Linked DNA regions of Mus musculus: region 1 is linked to region 2. Evidence: chromatin contacts called from public HiChIP or PLAC-seq data. All regions are on one chromosome and are shown on one strand. Each heading gives the region's core, a stretch centred on a gene start, on an enhancer-like site or on the middle of the called end of the contact. The rest is flanking DNA. Distances are from core to core; before and after follow the strand shown. Region 1 overlaps Orai2 (ORAI calcium release-activated calcium modulator 2). Region 2 overlaps Col26a1 (collagen, type XXVI, alpha 1).

Evidence for each region. HiChIP or PLAC-seq counts read pairs in DNA pulled down with a chosen protein or histone mark.
Region 1: a contact with region 2 is called in an H3K27ac HiChIP or PLAC-seq map of large pre-B cells, with 6 times the contacts expected there. The contact joins two enhancer-like sites. A contact is called at or near these places in 10 of 39 promoter capture datasets (the 3T3-L1 cell line, cranial neural crest, embryonic stem cells and 5 more), 4 of 15 datasets of contacts at CTCF or cohesin (the NIH/3T3 cell line, large pre-B cells, pro-B cells and 1 more), 3 of 484 Hi-C or Micro-C datasets (all in embryonic stem cells), 12 of 115 datasets of contacts at active chromatin or transcription factors (the 230-238 cell line, T-cell acute lymphoblastic leukemia, embryonic basal ganglia and 7 more) and 2 of 9 other capture datasets (embryonic stem cells and macrophages).

The regions. Positions count from the first base shown.
Region 1 is chr5:136,147,307-136,151,877 of GRCm38.p6, reverse strand. Orai2 (ORAI calcium release-activated calcium modulator 2) reads left to right here. Exons shown (of 3, transcript NM_178751.3): 3 at 926-4,419. The coding sequence ends at 1,453. Among named protein-coding and RNA genes, the nearest start is that of Alkbh4, 13 kb to the right of the region's middle. Within about 2 kb of position 2,672, at least 70 of the 459 cell types and tissues checked have an H3K27ac peak or open chromatin away from gene starts, as enhancers often do. A contact at or near this core is called in the 230-238 cell line and pro-B cells, where this site is marked.
Region 2 is chr5:136,752,633-136,756,651 of GRCm38.p6, reverse strand. Col26a1 (collagen, type XXVI, alpha 1) reads left to right here. Exons shown (of 13, transcript NM_001346699.1): 6 at 1,639-1,737; 7 at 2,307-2,459. Among named protein-coding and RNA genes, the nearest start is that of Myl10, 61 kb to the right of the region's middle. Within about 2 kb of position 1,986, at least 22 of the 459 cell types and tissues checked have an H3K27ac peak or open chromatin away from gene starts, as enhancers often do. A contact at or near this core is called in the 230-238 cell line and pro-B cells, where this site is marked.

The DNA.
Region 1 (4,571 bases), core at 1,423-3,922, 610 kb after region 2:
ATTTGGTGACTAAGGCTGAGGCTAAGTCAGGCAAGGATGAAGACAGATGAGAGGCAGGCACTTCCCTACACGAGTCTCTTCTGTCGGTGTCCCAGACTGGATGTGCTGAGCAATTCCCCTGTCCAGCAGCAAGCGCTGGTGCCCAACCTTCCTCTCATCATGTTCCTCCTTCCCTGACAGGAAGAGTCAGTGATCTACAGTCACCTCCTAGCTCTCCACATGAAAATGGAGAAGCATAGCTCCTGGCCTTCCTCTGGAAACAGACACAAACTGCATGCCGTGGGCCCGGTGTCCTCCCTTTTCTTAGTTATTTACTTATTTATTTTTGAGATGTTGAAGATCCATGGACATACTAGGCAAGACCAATATCTCTGAGCCATGCCCCAGCTCTTCATTGGCAGACCTCTACTGCCAAACCACATTCCAGTCTTCCTGCTTTTCAATCATTTTTGTTTCCTATCTTAGAGTCCTCTGAAAAAAAAAATAAACAAAAAAAAAAAAACCCCAAAACCAAACAACAACAAAACCAGTAGAATCCCAGGGTAGAAGCATGGCTCAGTGGTAGAGCCCCTGCCTAGAATCCCCCAGGGAGGGGCTGGGGGCGTGGCTCAGTGGTAGAGCCCCTGCCTAGAATCCCCCAGTGAGGGGCTGGGGGCGTGGCTCAGTGGTAGAGCCCCTGCCTAGAATCCCCCAGTGAGAGGCTGGGGGCGTGGCTCAGTGGTAGAGTCCCTGCCTAGAATCCCCCAGTGAGGGGCTGGGGGCGTGGCTCAGTGGTAGAGCCCCTGCCTAGAATCTCCCAGTGAGGGGCTGGGGGCGTGGCTGAGTGGTAGAGCCTCGCATGCCTAGCCCACCCTATTATACCCAACTGATGGCCATGGTGGGATGCATCCCTGCCTGCCTGACCCAACCCCTGCTGTGCCCACAGGTGGCCATGGTGGAGGTGCAGCTGGAGACCAAGTACCAGTACCCTCAGCCCCTGCTCATTGCCTTCAGCGCCTGCACCACGGTGCTGGTAGCCGTGCATCTGTTTGCTCTGCTCATCAGCACTTGCATCCTGCCCAACGTGGAAGCGGTGAGCAACATCCACAACCTCAACTCCATCAGCGAGTCGCCGCACGAGCGCATGCACCCGTACATCGAGCTGGCCTGGGGCTTCTCCACCGTTCTGGGCATCCTGCTTTTCCTGGCTGAGGTGGTCCTGCTCTGCTGGATCAAGTTCCTCCCAGTGGATGCCAAGGATCAGCCAGGCTCCCACAGCCACACGGGCTGGCAGGCCGCTCTGGTGTCCACCATCATCATGGTACCTGTGGGTCTCATCTTCGTGGTCTTCACCATCCACTTCTACCGTTCCCTGGTGCGGCACAAGACGGAGCGCCACAACCGTGAGATCGAAGAGCTGCACAAGCTCAAGGTGCAGCTGGATGGGCACGAGCGGAGCCTGCAGGTGGTGTGAGGGAGGCCGTTGCGATTTGCTACCAACCTGCACGGGAGGGCAACCCTCAGGCCACCACGCAGCTGGTCAGAGTAGCCAAGGGGGCCGCCAGACAAACCCGGGCTGCATGAGATCCACCACACATCCCAAGAGCCACAGTGTGGGGATGGCTAAACAGACTGCCTGGATGCTGCTCCAATAATCCCATACTCCTGTCCCCGCATGAATAAGGGTCTAAAAGGAGTGAGAAAGCGTCCGTTTCATCATGGAGGCCGGAGGAAGAAACACGACCACGTGGCCCTGGGGACTTCCTGGTCCAATCATATCAGAGAGCACTGTAGATCTCAGACGTCTGGACCTTGTGATTGGCAGGGCAGGGTGGTGAATTCCCAAAGCCAGCTGGGGGCTGGGGCTCAGGTGGGAGAGTGTTTGCCTAGTGTGCAGGAAGCACTGCCTAAGCCAAGTCATCCCAGGGTCATCGAGGTGCTAGGGAGGTGGAGGAAGGCAGATCAGGGCTTCAAAGTTGTTCTTTGCTACATGGTCAGTTTGAGGCTACACGAAAAAGTCAGACACATGCACATGCATGCAGAAGAGCGCGCACGTGCACACACGTGCGTACACACGCACACACATGCACACAGACACACACAAAGAAGGGGCTGCTTGAGTGTGCAGAGGTGGGCCCGGGGCTGGCACAGGGTAACATGGCTTATGATGAAAGACAGGGATGTTTTACCAGATCTGTAGCTCAGCTTGGCTCTTTCCTCCCGATTGGAAAGGGTCACAGAGTGTTCAGGACCCTGGGGCACACAGCAGCTCAACAAGGGTAACAGATACTGTTATTGGAGTGAGAGTTTCCTGGTTCTAGAGAGACAGCCATAGGCCTGAGGGCAGCCATGCCACCCCCACCCCCCATGGACTGTGTCAACGCAGGCAGGGGCACCATCTCAGAGACCAGGCAGCTCAGATCCCTTCTGCCTGTGGCCCCCAGATGTTGAGAGGATAAACTGGGGCGACTTCCTGTTTTTGCAAAGTGGTTAGCCCTGTGGTTAGGCCTGTGGGTGGGGCAGGGACCTGGCCCAGCCTAATATAGGCAGCTATTCCCTGTAATGAGGCTATGGGCAGAGAAGGGGAGACTTCAACACCCCATTTCTGGGCCTACCAGACACTCCATGCAGGTCCCTGCCCCGTGTTTACACAGCTGTGTATGGGTTTGGCATTGCCACTACGGGCATCTGGCTATCCAGCTGGTATTGTCATGCATACTGTGCTATACCACACCAGCTTGCGTGGGGGCCAGTACTTACCCATTCTGTCACATTACCTAGAGGGCTGAGGTCTCTTACTCTGTATATAAATGGTCGCTGGGCTCCTGCGAGTACCACTTCCATCTCTTACAACAGCTTTTCTTTGGAGTCTGGATTTGGTGCCCGTGGGATCCTGGAGGGCCCCACCCCCATCCTGAAGTCTCTGGAAATGGGTCATACTGCCAAGCATAAACTTCAACAGGCAGAGGGCCCTGGGGAGCCTGGTGGAGGTCTTCCTTGTAAAGTGTGACATCAGTGGACAGCCAGGACATAGTGTCCTGTGAACCCAGGAGAAACGCCCTCTGTCTTTCAAAGGCTGTATCCTTCAACACTCTCAGCCCTTGCACACATCTGTCTGAGACCTCTTGCGTTTCAGATCTCTGTTTTCCTGGGGTCTTTTTGGGAAGGCCAGCCTAGTTTGATTTGTTTGTCTTGCTAAAGAATGCTATAATCCTGGGTGGACAAGATGGCTCAGTGGGTAAAGGCGCTTGCCACCAAGCCTGGAGACCTGAGTTTAGTCCCAATCCTCTGACCCACAACCAAGTAAATATAACGAGAAAAACGATTTACTGTGAGCATCACTGTAAGCTGGTGTGCGAGCAGGGGAGGAGAAGATGACCTCTGGAAGGAATCCACACATGGCCAGGCACATCTGTAAGGTAAACCTTCAAGGGGTGGAGGCAGGAGGATCAGGGGTTCAAGGCCAGCTTGGGCTGGACAGACTCTATCAGGAAAAGGGGGTGCTGCAGATGACCCCCGTATTTAGGAATGCTTGCTGCTCTTGCAGAGGACCAGAGTTCATCTCCCAGCACCTATGTAGGGCAGCTCACAACGGCCTGTGACTCAAGTTCTAGAGGATACAACACCCTCTTCTGGCCTCTACAGGCACCCACTCACATGTCCATATTTACACATATAAAATAAAAAAGGGGATTCCTGCTAAACATTGAGTCCACTCCTTCTACCCATTTTCTGAAGCCATTTGGTGCCTCTGCTCATGGGGGCACCCGGCACTAGTGCAGTAGGGGACTCCTGCCATTCTTCACGTTCTACCATTAGTCTTCCTAGCGCTGAGCATGGGACAGCCATCTGTGTATGAACAGAGGTGTCAGCCCATGTGGTCACCCATGGGCAGGAGTCACAGGGCCATCCCACAGCTTTGTCAGGAGTTGGTGGATAAGCCCTCCCTGCCACCAGTGGCGGAAGCCAGCAAGCTCAAGGCTGGAAGTTCAGTTTCTGGAGGCATAACCTGATTTTTGAATCTTGTTCTAACTGCAGCCACGTGGCTAGAACCACTGGGGGCTCCTGGGACAGGCACAGGCTCGCCCTAATTTCATCTATCCAAGATTCAGCCCTTCCTGGTGCTCAAGGGACCCGTGTCCTCAGACACACCAAGGCCCTTCCCAACACGGCCTCCCCGCACCCTCAACCACAAAGTCTCTAAATTCAAGCGTTTCTACTTAAGACATTTCAAAGGCAGAACATGATTGGTGTCTTTTGGGAAAGGCTACTGAAAACAAACTACAGGAGCCTGGCGGGCTCAAGACTATATCATTATTTCTGCAGGACACTGTAAATAACTCCTTTCCTGGGTGTGTGGTTTTTTGTTTGTTTGTTTGTTGATTTTTTTTTTGCAGTTGCCCCGGATTGAGCTGAATAAACTGGTACAGATTTTAAAAACTCTGTGCTCTTGAGAAGTGTGTACCATGGTTTAGGGGCTCCACCCCAGTGCCTGCCACACTGCTGACCCCCAGTGCTGGCACGAGAGCTTCTTATGTGGGGTCACTGCCCCACAGGAGCAGAATGAACATGGGCCCCTCCAGGATGACCAC
Region 2 (4,019 bases), core at 737-3,236:
CCTGCCTTGGGACAGTGCCACCTCACAGTGGGCTGGGCCTTCCTACAGCAATGAACTTCAAGACAATACATCACAGACATGCCCCAGGCCAATCCTATCTAGGTGTTTTCCATAGCCGAGACTAGCTTGTCAGTTGACCCAGGGCTGTGTCTAACTGACAGAGCTAACTAACACACTTAGATAGTGCTGGCCTCAGGCTGTATACCATGGTGATGGTGATGGTGATGATGGTGGTGGTGGATGTGGGGGTGAGATGTCCTTCAAGATGGGTCACTGTCCCCACTGTGTCCCCCCTAGATATTTTGATAAATTCACAAGTTTGCATCATGTGTCCTCTACCTTATTCCCTGAAACAGGGTCTCTCACTGACCCTGGAGCTAGGCTGGAGGCTAGCAACCCCTCACGATCCCTCTTTCTCTGCCACCCCGCTCCAACAGTGCTGCATTATAAGTGCAAGCAGCCATGCCTGGCTGTACGTGTCATTCCCAACTTAAATCAAAGCATGTGAACGAACAAGTTAGAGATAGCAACTAAAACTCAGACACTTTAGGTAAGTGCCTGGAGGTCCTGGGAATATGATCTAGTCCCCTCTTTCTCCTCTCCTGATGAACCCCAGGATTCACCTCTAGAGTTCACACATATGCCCCTGATCCCAGGCCCCAAATCTCCTGTGTTACATAGTCTCAAAACTCATTGATGCTCTTGATTGGAACTTTATCAGAGAAAGTGAAGTTCCAGGCATGGCCAGCAGGTGGCAGACACACCCCGCTAATGGTGACTCCTGCGTTTTCCTGCCTCCTTGAGTGAGATTTTCCAGCAAGAGGTTCTTTAGAGACTCTCTCACAGACCAGAGTCAAATGCAATTTTAAATGCTGTGCTCCATACACGGCCCTCAGCTGACTCAGAAGTAAGACAAAGTATGTCACCCAAGCTAGCCTTGAACTTTTGATTCTTCTGCCTCAGCCTCTTCAGTGCTGGGATAACTGGGCCTGCTCCGTGGTGGCACACTCAGGCCTCCAGAATATTTCAAGAGATAGTGATTCAAGAGGGAAGGCCTGGCCCTGCAGACCCTCAGGGAAGGTTGGGCTCAGCTGCCACAACTGCAGTTCTGGACCCTGAGCAAGAAGACAGCAGGAAGAAAGGATGTTGAGAAAACAAGCTACAGTTTGACTCTGTGGCTGGCAGTGGAAGACCATGCTTCTCAGCTGCTCAGTTTACCCAAAAGGGGAAAACAAACTCAGTCATTGGGATCACAGACAGGGAAAGGCAACTTCTCAACTCTCATGACCAGTATACCCGGGTGCTGGGGGCGTGGCTCAGTGGTAGAGCCCCTGCCTAGAATCCCCCAGGGAGGGGCTGGGGGCGTGGCTCTTGGTAGAACCCCTGCCTAGAATCCCCCAGTGAGGAGCTGGGGTGTGGCTCAGTGGTAGAGCCCCTGCCTAGAATCCCCCAGTGAGGGGCTGGGGGCGTGGCTCAGTGGTAGAGCCCCTGCCTAGAATCCCCCAGGGAGGGACTGGGGGCGTGGCTCAGTGGTAGAGCCCCTGCCTATCACTCATCTGAGCACACAACCCATGTGACCAGAACTGGAGCCTCTATGGCATCTGAGTCCACAGTGTTCTCCCATAATTCTCTCCTCAGGACCTCCAGGACAGATGGGACCACCTGGACCTGCAGGACCTCCAGGTTCCAAAGGTGAACAGGGCCAGACAGGAGAGAAGGGCCCAGTGGGACCTCCAGGTAAGGAGCCCTGTCCCCTGGAGTGGAGACAGGAGTTTGCTTTGTACCTGGGCATGGGTGGCATTTTGTGTACCTTAATCTTGCTTGTTACCCCAAATTTATTACTTCCTTCTCACCTTTCTCCTCTCCCCAATCTCAGAGGTGCTGCAGGACAAGAGTCTACTGGGACCCTTGGGGTGGGGATGGCGCTGCTAAGGCCCAGGGTTTGTTCCAAGCACCTGAAACCCCATGCAGGAATCCCATGATCCCCTGCGCGCTGCAGAGCTCCAATGCCTGCTCAGGGCTGGCTCACGCTCTGTCCTTGCTCCAGAGTTAAACTACTCCCGAGTCCCAAGACATCTGGCTGGAGCCTGTGCCGATCCCACTCCTAACTCTGTCATGTCCACCCTCTGCTGTCCCTGTGCCAGAAAGAGGAAGATGTCCCACTGACCTCCCAGGAGGACTGTGGGCCCGGAGACTTGTCACTGACTGGACAAATGTCCTTGGCCACTCCTCTTCAGGGCCATAGTTCCCTTGTCTGTAACATCGCAGCCGCTGGTCTCACCTAAAGCCTCTGCTCTTCATTGTAGGTCTCTTGGGACCACCGGGGCCACGCGGGCTCCCTGGAGAGATGGGGCGCCCTGGTCCACCAGGCCCTCCTGGCCCAGCAGGAAGTCCTGGCCTCTTGCCAAACACTCCCCAAGGCGTCCTGTATTCCCTGCAGACACCAACAGACAAGGAGAGTGAGTGCTGGGTCAGGTCGGGGGTGGGTGAGCCAAACTGTCTGTTGAGGGAAACTAGCTTTCGCTAAGGATCCCAGAGAAGCTAAGAGTCGCTAATATCAGGGATCATCCAGGACAGGAGGCCTGGTCGCTCCATGGAGACCGCCTCCAAGCCTGCTCTTGGCCCCAGGCTTAGCTCACCAGGTCTGATGGTTCCCGGCTCCGCCTGCAGCTGGCGAGGCTCCCCCACCAGGAGCACCCCTGAAACATTTTCTTCCCTGTGGTCTCTCACTGTAAGATACTAACAGGTGTTTACTGACACAAAAGTGGCAGAGACCTGCTTGTTCTCAGGGACCACAGTGTGACCTGTGTGAGTCGCAGACCACATAAAACACCTGCTTTGTGGGGGCGCAGAGCATGGGGTCAGAGACTCTGGGTCTCAGGGACCAGAGGGAGGCAGAGGAGAGCAGTTGAAGGAGGAGCAGGTCTGGCTAAGTGCTTAACCCTGATCTTAACCTCACCTTAACCCTAGCCCTGGGGTGATTTAAAAACCTTGGAGGAGCTGGGCTTGGGAGGCTGACACAGTAGACTCAGTGCTAGCTTTAAGTTAGTCTGGGATATCCAGCAAACTCAAGACCTGTCTCAGCTACACAAGGAAACCCTGTCTCAAGAGGGAAAAAAAAAAGCATATTAAAAAAAAAAAAAAGTAGGTCTGGGGCACATGGCTCAGTGGTAGAGGCCCTGCCTAGAGTCCCACAGTGAGAGCCTGGGGGCGTGGTTCAGTGGTAGAGGCCCTGCCGAGAATCCCCCAGGGAGGGGCTGGGGGCGTGGCTCAGTGGTAGAGGCCCTGCCTAGAGTCCCACAGTGAGAGCCTGGGGGCGTGGCTCAGTGGTAGAGCCCCTGCCGAGAATCCCCCAGGGAGGGGCTGGGGGCGTGGCTCAGTGGTAGAGCCCCTGCCTAGAATTCCCCAGGGAGGAGCTGGGGGCGTGACTCAGTGGTAGAATACTTACATAGTACATAGTACATTATGAGCCTTGGGGTTCAATCTCCAATACCTCAAAAATAAATTGCATCAAAAAAGAAGAGTACACTAAAGTAAATTTGTTGTATTTATTTATTGATAGGGACATGCCAGAGTTTAGGTGTAGAGGTCAGAGTGGGAGTGTTTTCTCCTTCTACCATGTGGGTTCTGGGGATCAAACTCTAGTCATCAGCCTTGGTAGCAAGTGCCTTTACCCTCTGAGCCATCTTGCCAGCCCCCAAAAATAAAATCTTGAAGAAGAGGATGGGTTGGTGACATGATTGACAGTATGGGTCTGTTGTTATGGAAACAGGGTTGAGGAGACTCCTGTTCAGCACCCCATATACATAACACAAACCTCCCTGGGCACTGGTTTCTGAATCCTGGCCTCAGTCTCCCCAGCTGTAAAGCTGGGTGGCCATACTTCCTAAGGGAGCCACTCTGGAGATTTACGCATAGTTTCTGAGCGCTTGCAGTAAGAGGGGGCTTGTCCCAAGGCATGATGGGAATCTCGGTGCACTCAAAGGGTGCCTGGCGGGGCAGGAAGCCCATTCTGACTT